Linked DNA regions of Sus scrofa: region 2 is linked to region 1. A link is a contact called in public Hi-C data. All regions are on one chromosome and are shown on one strand. Each heading gives the region's core, a stretch centred on a gene start, on an enhancer-like site or on the middle of the called end of the contact. The rest is flanking DNA. Distances are from core to core; before and after follow the strand shown. Region 1 has its middle 2.4 Mb from the start of SRY. Region 2 has its middle 2.5 Mb from the start of SRY.

Evidence for each region. A called contact is a pair of places that touch in the nucleus more often than the background predicts.
Region 2: a Hi-C map of differentiating spermatogonia shows a contact between it and region 1, with 2.3 times the contacts expected there. The contact joins two enhancer-like sites. A contact is called at or near these places in 4 of 47 Hi-C or Micro-C datasets (differentiating spermatogonia, epiblast stem cells, skeletal muscle and 1 more).

The regions. Positions count from the first base shown.
Region 1 is chrY:42,897,906-42,903,008 of Sscrofa11.1, reverse strand. No RefSeq gene overlaps it. Among named protein-coding and RNA genes, the nearest start is that of SRY, 2.4 Mb to the right of the region's middle. Within about 2 kb of position 2,513, at least 9 of the 83 cell types and tissues checked have an H3K27ac peak or open chromatin away from gene starts, as enhancers often do. A contact at or near this core is called in differentiating spermatogonia, where this site is marked.
Region 2 is chrY:42,978,421-42,983,534 of Sscrofa11.1, reverse strand. No RefSeq gene overlaps it. Among named protein-coding and RNA genes, the nearest start is that of SRY, 2.5 Mb to the right of the region's middle. Within about 2 kb of position 2,449, at least 7 of the 83 cell types and tissues checked have an H3K27ac peak or open chromatin away from gene starts, as enhancers often do. A contact at or near this core is called in differentiating spermatogonia, where this site is marked.

The DNA of each region.
Region 1 (5,103 bases), core at 1,264-3,763:
TAATAAATTCAGCAAAGTAGCAGGATATAAGATTAACATTCAGAAGTCAGTTGCGTTTCTGTACACCAGCAATGAAACATTAGAAAAGGAATACAAAAATACGGTACCTTTTAAAATTGCACCTCACAAAATCAAATACCTCGGAATACACCCTACCAAGGAGGTAAAGTACCTATATGCCGAGAACTATACAACTTTAATCAAAGAAATCAAAGAAGACGTAAAGAAATGGAAAGATAGTCCATATTCCTGGATTGGGAAAATCAATATTGTAAAAATGGCCATCCTACCCAAAGCCATCTACAGATTCAATGCAATCCCTATCAAATGACACAGGACATTTTTCACAGAACTAGAACAAACTATCCAAACATTTATATGGAGCAACAAAAGGCCCAGAATCGCCAAAGCAATCCTGAGAAACAAAAACCAAGCAGGAGGCATCACGCTCCCAGACTTCAAGAAATACTACAAAGCCACAGTCATCAAAACAGTGTGGTATTGGTACCAAAACAGACAGACAGACCAATGGAACAGAAGAGAGAATCCGGAAAGAAACCCTGACACCTAGGGTCAATTCATCTTGGACAAGGGAGGCAAGAACCTCAAATGGGAACAAGAAAGTCGATTCAGCAAGCATTGCTGGGAAACCTGGACAGCTCCATGCAAAGCAAGGAAACGAGAACACACCCTCACACCATGCACAAAAAAAAACTCCAAATGCCTGAAAGACTTAAATATACGACAGAACACCATCAAACTCCGAGAAGAAAACATAGGCAAAACAGGCTCTGACATCAACATCATGAATATTTTCTCAGGTCGGTCTCCCAAAGCAATAGACATTAGAGCAAAAATAAACCCATGGGACCTCATCAAACTGAAAAGCTTTTGCACAGCAAAGGAAACCCAAAAGAAAACAAAAAGACACCTTACAGAATGGGAGAAAATAATTCCAAATGATGCAACGGACAAGGGCTTATCTCTAGAATATACAAGCAACTTATACAACCCAACAGCGAAAAAGCCAATCAATCAATGGAAAAATGGGCAAAAGACCTGAATAGGTATTTCTCCAAAGAAGATATACAGATGACCAACAAACACATGAAAAAATGCTCAACATCGCTGGTTATAAAAGAAATGCAAATCAAAACCCAAAAGAAAACAAAAAGACAACTTACAGAATGGGAGAATATAGTTTCAAATGATGCAACAGACAGGGCTTAACCTCTAGAATATATAAGCAACTTATACAACTCAACAGCAAAAAAAACAATCAATCAATGGAAAAATGGGCAAAAGACCTGAATAGGTATTTCTCCAAAGAAGATATACAGATGGCCGACAAACACATGAAAAAATGCTCAACATCGCTGGTTATAAGAGAAATGCAAATCAAAACTACCCTGAGATACCACCTCACACAAGTCAGAATGGCCATCAGTAATAAATCCAAAAATAGCAAGGGCTGGAGGGGCTGTGGAGAAAAGGGAAGCCTCCTGCACTGTTGGTGGGAATGTCAACTGGTACAGCCACTATGGAGAATAGTTTGGAGATACCTGAGGGAACTATACATAGAACTATCATATGACCCCTCAATCCCACTCACTCTTGGGCATCTCTCCGGACAAAATTCTACTTAAAAGAGACACGTGCACCCGCATGTACATTGCAGCACTATTCACAATAGCCAGGACATGGAAACAACACAAAGGTACATCGACAGAGGATTGGATTCGGAAGAGGTGGTATATATACACAATGGAATACTACTCAGCCATAAAAACGGATGACATAATGCCATATGCAGCAAAAAGAATGGAACTAGAGAAACTATCCTGAGTGACATGAGCCAGAAAGACAAAGACAAACACCATATGATATCACTTATAATTGAAATCTAATATCCAGCACAAATGAACTTCTCCTCAGAAAAGAAAATCATGGATTTGGATAAGAGACTTGTGGCTGCCTAATGGGAGGGGGAGAGAGTGGGAGGGATCGGGAGCTTGGGCTTATCAGACACAACATAGAATAGATTTACAAGGAGATCCTGCTGAATAGCATTGAGAACTATGTCTAGATACTCATGTTGCAACAGAAGAAAGGGTGGGGGAAAAATGTAATTATAACGTATACATGTAAGGATAACCTGACTCCCTTGTTGTACAGTGGGAAAATAACAAAAGAAAAAGAAAAAGATAAAGATCGACTTCCCACGGATCCTGAAAATGAAAACGATATCCGATGGAGGAAGAACAACACACGAGATTCCCTTTCCATAGGAGGAGGAATTTCCACTGAAGGAAACTATGGAATATTTTTAAAACTGATTTCGACATTATGCCATTAGAGAAGATATAGGTACCAAAACAAGGCTTTCAAACCTGTCTTCCAGTATGGAGCAGGGATCGTAATGGACACATTTTGGGAGTCAGGCCAGGAAGGAGAGAAGACTCTGGTACAAGTGTGCTGCTTTGTCCCACTTGTGGGATATCCACCTTAAACAAGGACACGTCCTTGGAGCATTTTTCCTCCCATTGACGGTTGCTTGAATCCACAGCTCCTTTACCTCTCTCTCTCCTTCTTTTGATCTCCTTCTCTCTAGCTCTCTCACTCTCCATTGGCCCCCTTCAATTTCTCTTGTATCCTCCTGCTACAAGTTGACCTGTGGTGATAATGGATGAAATATATTAGTCAAGATAATGCTCCAAGTGATCCCCCAGCCTTTTCTGCCTGTCATCCTAGGCCTGATGAAATATAAAAGCAGTGGTCCAGAAAGACTTCCTGTGCTATGTGGAGACACCCCAACTAAGTCATCCTTCCACATCAACTCCCATATTCAGCCCTTCATATGACACGCTGAACACTTCATATGTACTTCGGTCTGTACGGTCCCATATTGGACTCAGAGAGCAACACCCTTCCAACAACGTTCACCTGAGAGCTCTCACAAGAAACTACTGATCTGCAGCATTCCCTACCTGGTCCATGCGGTATTGTGGATTTGCTCGGGTGTGGATCTCTGGACTCGTTCTTAGGGGATATAGAATATGAAGTCTAGGACTCTTCATGTCTCAATGATTGGGCATCCAAACAATGGTCTGAGCATCCTTGGCCAGTGGGCTGCCCAACCAGAGCCCAGAGTGCAAGATGTCTGTCAACCAAAACCCGTCTCTATGGAATAGACCTCCTCATTCTCTAGACTCATGATTGTCAGGGACAGAGCCCACTCCCTTCCAGGATGAAACTTTCAATACCCTCACATTGAGGCATCATCACAAGGCTCCTGGAAGATTAAACTATCCACCCACCTTTCCTTTTTTTGATTGTAGACACAACAAACACACTGGAACTGAACCCACGCAGCACACTGCCAGTAAGCACTCCAGGAGAGGGAGGGCTTGTTCTTATCCACCTGTGGAAAAAGCACCTGAAATAGACCGGTTACATATGTGTCAAAATGCCTCTGTTTGGAGGGCTCCCCTGTGGCTTAGGCTATGGAAATGTGGATTCAGATGTGTGGAGCTGAAGATGCCCCATTGGGAAAGTCTTCTTCAGGGGTTACATCCAGGGCCTCATGCTTAGTGAAGAGCATTGGGGCATGGTTTCCTTGTTTGTGCCCTGGGATGACTTGTTTCAAACGGCCATGAAGCACAATTCTTTTTTCATATTTAGGAACTCCCTTGAGGTATTCTGCCCACGGATCCCTTTAAGGTATTACATGTTCAAACACCCAGCCTCTAGAATCCACATTTAGCTTGGGAACCTGATGAGAGTGGTGGCTATTAGCCTACATATGGAGAAAATATTGTTCATCCAAGAGGACCACCCATCTGATGGATCCTCCTTTCCATCAACTTCGACATACCTCCAGAGCAAGAGCTCATGGTGTCCATCCTTGAACTCTCAAGGTGTGAGGGGGAGAATGTCCCACATATGGCCCATCACACACCTCTATTCTCACAGAGAGGTTGTTTGGTCACAAGGCTCCATGGGCATAAGATCAGTGCCATGGCCACTTCTGGAATTGCACCTTTTTAGAAATAAGGCAACTCCACACACTGCGGAACTAAATTTTCTCTATAACGATGGATATCTCATAACATATGTAGCACTTCAGGGTCAAGTGCCTTCTCAGTCACTGCCTCACACGAATACACAGTACAGAATCTCTTTTGGAGAGAAAAGATGTCATTCCAAACACCCAAACCAAAGTCCCCTGGACAACTAAATCAATGAACGACTGAGGAAGAACACCCTATGAGCTGCCATTTCAATAGGAAGGGACTTTTCCGCTTAGGGATAGCATAGTGTCTCATTTAACTTGACCCACACCTCGTGTCATTTGAAAAGATATGGGTGCCAAGCAGGGAGGACTGCTTGAAACCGACATATTTCTACAGACCGGCCAAGAACGAGTGAAAATCTCATGCAAGAGGACTGATATATCCTTTGTGTCTAATAGTTCCCGGAAACTCACACAAGGGCTTGGGAATGAAATTGTGCCCTGGAATGTGGCTTATATCCGAATCTCATCTCTCTCTCTCTCTCTCACTCTCTTTTTCGGCTTCCTCCTCCTTCACATTCTCTCAAATCCTACTCTTCCAAGGTGATCTGTGCTGGTCCTGGTTGGCGTATCTCAGCCAGGAGAGCAGTCAAATTATTTCACCAAGATTTTCCATCAGTCTTCCAAACTCCTATGAAATATAAAAGCATTTTTCCTGAAATAACTCCTCTGTTTGTATGGAGATCTTCCACCTTACACAGTGTACCACTATCTTACAATTGTCAGCCCTTCACACTGTCAGATAATCATCCCATTTCTACTGCGTTCTACACGGTCACAGATTTGACTCCGAGATCAACATCTTTCAACCACCTACACATAAGGGACCGAGTGAGAATTCACTTATCTGCAGCACACCACACGTGTGTGATCAGGTCTGTCAAGTTGCTGGTGAGGTGGATCTCTCGACTCTTTCTTAGGGGAGTTCGGAAATGAGGTCTCTGACACTCCATGTCTCAGTGAGTTGGCATATAAGAAGGGGTCTGAGCACCCTTCAGCAGGGTCTGAATGACAATGGGACAGAGTACAAG
Region 2 (5,114 bases), core at 1,200-3,699, 81 kb before region 1:
CAGACCATTGTTTGGATGCCGAATCATTGAGACATGAAGACTGATAGACTTCATATTCTATATGCCCTAAGAACGAATGCAGAGATCTACACCCGAGCAAATCCACAATACCTCATGAACCAGGTAGGGAATGCTGCAGAGAAGCCATTTCTTGGGAGAGCACTCAGTTGAACGTAGTTTCAAGTGTGTTGCTCTCTGAGTCCAATGTGGGACCCTAGAGACCGAAGTACATATGAAGTGGTCAGCGTGTCCATAGGAAGGGCTGAGTATGGGAAGCGTTGTGGAAGGATGAGCTAGTTGGGGTCTCTCCACAGAGCACAGGAAGTCTTTCTGCACCACGGATTTTAAATTTGATCAGACTTAGGATGACAGGGAGAAAAGGCTGGCGTTCATTTGGACCATTCTCTTGGCTAAGATATTTCATCCATTATCACCACAGGTTAACTTGTAGCAGGAGGATTCAAGAGAGATTGAAGGGGGGCAGAGGGGAGAGTGAGAGAGCTAGAGAGAAGGAGATGAAAAGAAAGAGAGAGAGAGGAAAAGGAGCTGTGGATTCAAGCAACCGGCAATGTTATGATAATTGCTCCAAGGACAAGTCTTGGTTTAAGTTGGATATCCCACAAATGGGATAAACCAGCACACTTGTACCAGAGTCTTCTCTCCTTCCTGGCCTGACGCCAGGGTATGCTGCATATGTTGATAGTATATTGATACTATGATTGTATGTTGATACTACATTAAAGGAGGATCCATTGGATGTATTGGACACTTGGATGATAAGTATAATTTCCAGCATTCTTCTCATGGCCACCATTCTCTACAGGCTCCTAAGTGAATATCCACTGCTCAGGCTTGATTTTGGATTATGATATATCTGAAAGGGAGCAGTGAGCTTATCACGTCCAGTCTTTTCCAACAGGAGAAGGAAGCCTCCTAAGTTTGAACGGGATAATAAATTTCATTCCAGAGCTCAAACCATGAAAATAGGCCCCTCTGCATTCAACCAAGGACGAGGTCCTCAATATCAACCCTGAGGAAATATTGGAATGGGGGGAAGGACAATTCCCTGCTTCTGAACGTACACGTCAATAGATGAAAGCACACACTAGCTATCCACAGTATGAATTTTCCCGAGAATGAAGCTGGGATATGTCTCGTGGCTATTACCCAGGTTGATAAGAATAAGTCCTGTCTACTGGGGTGCTGGATGGAAGTGGGGTGACTAGTTCCACTGCTGGCTTGATTGTGGGGTACACAATTGTCAGGAATTTCAGCAGTCCCTCTTCTTCACCTCCGTGAGCCGTGTGGTGAAGGCTGCATGTGCAGGTCTTGAGGTTTCCCTCTTGGACGAGATGGGACTCTGGCCTGCCAATCGAGGGTGTAGAGAAGGAGGAGGATTGTCCCAAATGGAGACTGGTTGTAGGGGACCGAATCCTTGAATTCTATCGCATTGTCATTGATACCCTGCTGAAAGGTCCTCAGACCCCTTCTTACATGCCAATTCACTGAGACATGGAGTGTCAGAGACTTCATTTCCCAACTCCCGTTAGAAAGACTCGAGAGATCCACCTCACCAGCCACTTCACAGACCTGATCACACACGTTGTGTGTGCTGCATAGAAGTGAATTCTCACTAGGTCCCGTATGTGTAGGTGGTTGAAAAGATGATGATCTCGGAGTCAAATCTGTGACCATGTAGAAGGCAATAGCACTGAGATGGTAATCTGCCAGTGTGAAGGGCTGACAATGGTAAGATTGGGGTACATTGTGTAAGGTGGAATATCTCCATACAAACAGAGGTGTTATTTTCGGAAAAATGCTTTTATATATGAGAGGAGTTTGGACGACTAATGGAAAATCTTGGTGAAAGAATGTTACGGCTCTCCTGTCTGAGATATGCCACCCTGGACCAGCACAGATAACCTTGGATGAGGATGATTCGAGAGCATGTGAAGGAGGAAGAAGCCGAGAGAGAGAGTGAGAGAGAGAGAGAGAGAGATGAGATTTGGATTGAAGCCACATTCCAGGTCAAAATGTCATTCCCAATCCCTTTTCTGGGTTTCCGGGTACTATTAGACACAAAGGCTATATCAGGACTCTTGCATGAGATTTCACTCGTTCTTGGCCTGTCTCTAGAAATATGTCGGTTGCAAGCTGTTCTCCCTGCTGGGCACCCATGTCTTCTCAAAGGTCACGAGGTGTGTGTCAATTTAAATGACTCGCTCTATTTTCCCTAAGAGGAAAAGGCCCTTCCTATTGAAATGGAAGCTCATAGGGTGTTGTTCCTCAGTCGTTCCTTGATTTCACTCTCCAGTGGACTTTTGTTTGGGTGTTTGGAATGACAACTTTTCTCTCCAAAAGGTACTTATACTGTGTAATCGTGTGAGGCAGTGCCTGAGAAAGCACTTGACCCAGAAGTGCTACATATATTATCAGAGATACATAATGCTAGAGATAATTGGGTTCGCCAGTGTGTGGAGTTGCCTTCCTTCTGAAAGGTGTAGTGCCAGAGGGGGCCATGGCACTGATACTATACCCATGGAGCCTTTTGACCAAACAACCTCTCTGTGCGAATAGAGGTGTGTGATGGGCCAAATGTGGGATATTCTCACCCTCAAACATTGAGAGTTCAAAGATGGACACCAGGAGCTCTTGCTCTGTAGGAATGTCGAAGTTGATGGAAAGGAGGATCCATCAGATGGGTGCTCCTCTTGGATGAACACTATTATCTCCATCTGTAGACTCATAGCCAGCACTCTCATCAGGCTCCCAAGCTAAATGTGGATTCTAGACTCTTGGTGTTTGAACTTGTGATATCTTAAGAGGATCAGTGGGCAGAATACCTCAAGGGAGTTCCGAAATGTGAAGAAAGAATTCCCCTTCATGGCCATTTAAAAAAAAGTCCTCCCACGGCACCAACAAGGAAACCATGCCCCAATGCTCTCCACCAAGCAGGAGGCCCTGGATGTAGACCCAGGGATGAAAACACCCAATGGGGCATTTTCAGCTCCACATTTCTGAATACATATTAGCATTTCATACGCCACAGGGGAGGCCTCCAAACAGAGGCATTTCAACCGAGATATAACCGATCAATTTCAGGTGCCTTTTCCACAGGTGGATAAGAACTAGTCCTCCCTCTCATTGAGGGCTTCCTGGGAGTGTGGTGAATGGGGCCAGTGCCAATGTGTTTGTTGTGTCTACAATCAAAAAGAAGGAAAGGTGGGTTGATTATCTGATCTTCCACGAGCCCTGTGATGATGCTTGCAATTTGAGGGTATTACAAGTTTCATCCTGGAAGGGAGTGGGCTCTGTCCCTGACAATACTGAGGCTAGAGAATGAAGAGGTCTTTTCCATAGAGACTGGTTTTTGTTGACAGATATCCTGCACTCTGGGCTCTGGTTGGCCAGCCCACTGGCCAAGGCTGCTCAGACCATTGTTTGGACGCCCAATCATTGGGACATGACGAGCCATAGACTGCATATTCTATATCCCCTAAGAACGAGTCCAGAGATCCTCACGCGAGCAAATCCACAACACATCATGGACTAGGTAGGGAATGCTTCAGATCAGTAATTTCTTGAGAGAGAACTCTTGTGAACGTTGTTTCAAGTGTGTTGATCTCGGAGTCCGATATGGGACCCTAGAGACCGAAGTACATATGAAGTGGTCAGCGTGTCCATCGGAAGGGCTGAATATGGGAAGTATTGTGGAAGGATAACCTAGTTGGGGTGTCTCCACACAGCACAGGAAGTCTTTCTGGACCACTGATTTTATATTTGATAAGACCTAGAGTGACAGGGAGAAAAGGCTGGAGGATCACTTGGACCATTCTCTCGGCTAATATATTACTTCCAATATCACCCTAGGTCAGCTTGTAGCAGGAGGATTCAAGAGAAATTGAAGGGGTGTAAAGGGGATAGTGAGAGTCCTAGAGAGAAGGAGATCAAAAGAAAGAGAGAGAGAGGAACAGGAGCTGTTGATTCAAGCAACCTTCATTGGCAGGATAGTTTCTCCAAGGACATGTCTTTGTTTAAGGTGGATAGCACACAAATGGGACAAAGCAGCACACTTGTACCAGAGTTTTCTCTCCTTCCTGGCCTGACTTCCAAAATGTGTCCATTACAATCCCTGCTCCATACTGGAAGACAGGTTTGAGAGCCTTGCTATGGTCCCTATATCTTCTCCAATGGCATGGGGTGGAAATCAGTTTAAAAGTTATTCCATAGTTTCCTTCAGTGGAAAATCCTCCTCCCATGGAAAAGGATGCTCATGTGTTGTTCTTCCTCCATCGGCCATTGTTTTCATGTTCAGGCTCCGTGGGGAGTGGGTCTTTTTCAATCCCATATTTTCTTTCCCCATGAGATTGTAGACTGTGTCTTCCTGGGAAGCAGTCCGTGAACCACCGTGTTGAGCCTGACGCACGTTCAGGGGAAGAGATATCCTTCTGTAGAGAGCAGGTGGGCACAGAGGAGGTGGAGTTGCCTTCCATCTGAGAAGGTCAGGCCCAATGGTTGCCATGGCAATGGCATGATGCCCACCAAGCATTGTGACACCACTGACCCTCTCTGAGAAGTGAGGCAAGTGATGGGCTCAAAGTGAGAGTCTGTCACCATCACGACTCAATTGTTGGACATCGGGCAGCCCGAGCTCATGATCTGGAGGTATGTGGATACAAAATTAAAGGAGGATCCATTGGATGTATTGGACAATTGGAGGATATGTATTTATTCCAGGATTCTTCTCAGGGCCACCATTCTCATCAGGCTCCTGAGTAAATATACACTGCTCAGGCTTGCTTTTGTATTATGATATATCTGCAATGGACCAGTGAGCTTATCACTTCCACTCTTTTCCAACAGGGGATAAAAGACTCCTAAGTATGACCGGGATGATCAATCTCATTCCAGACCTCAAAAAATGAAAATAGGCCCCTCTGCCTTCAAACAAGGACGAGGCCCTCAATATCAACCCTGAGGAAAAATTTGAATGGGGAAAGGACAAGTCCCTGCATCTGAACATAAACTTCAGTAGATGAAATCACACACTAGCTATCCACAGTATCAAATGTCCGACAATGAAGCTGTGATATGTCTGGTGGGTATTTCACAGG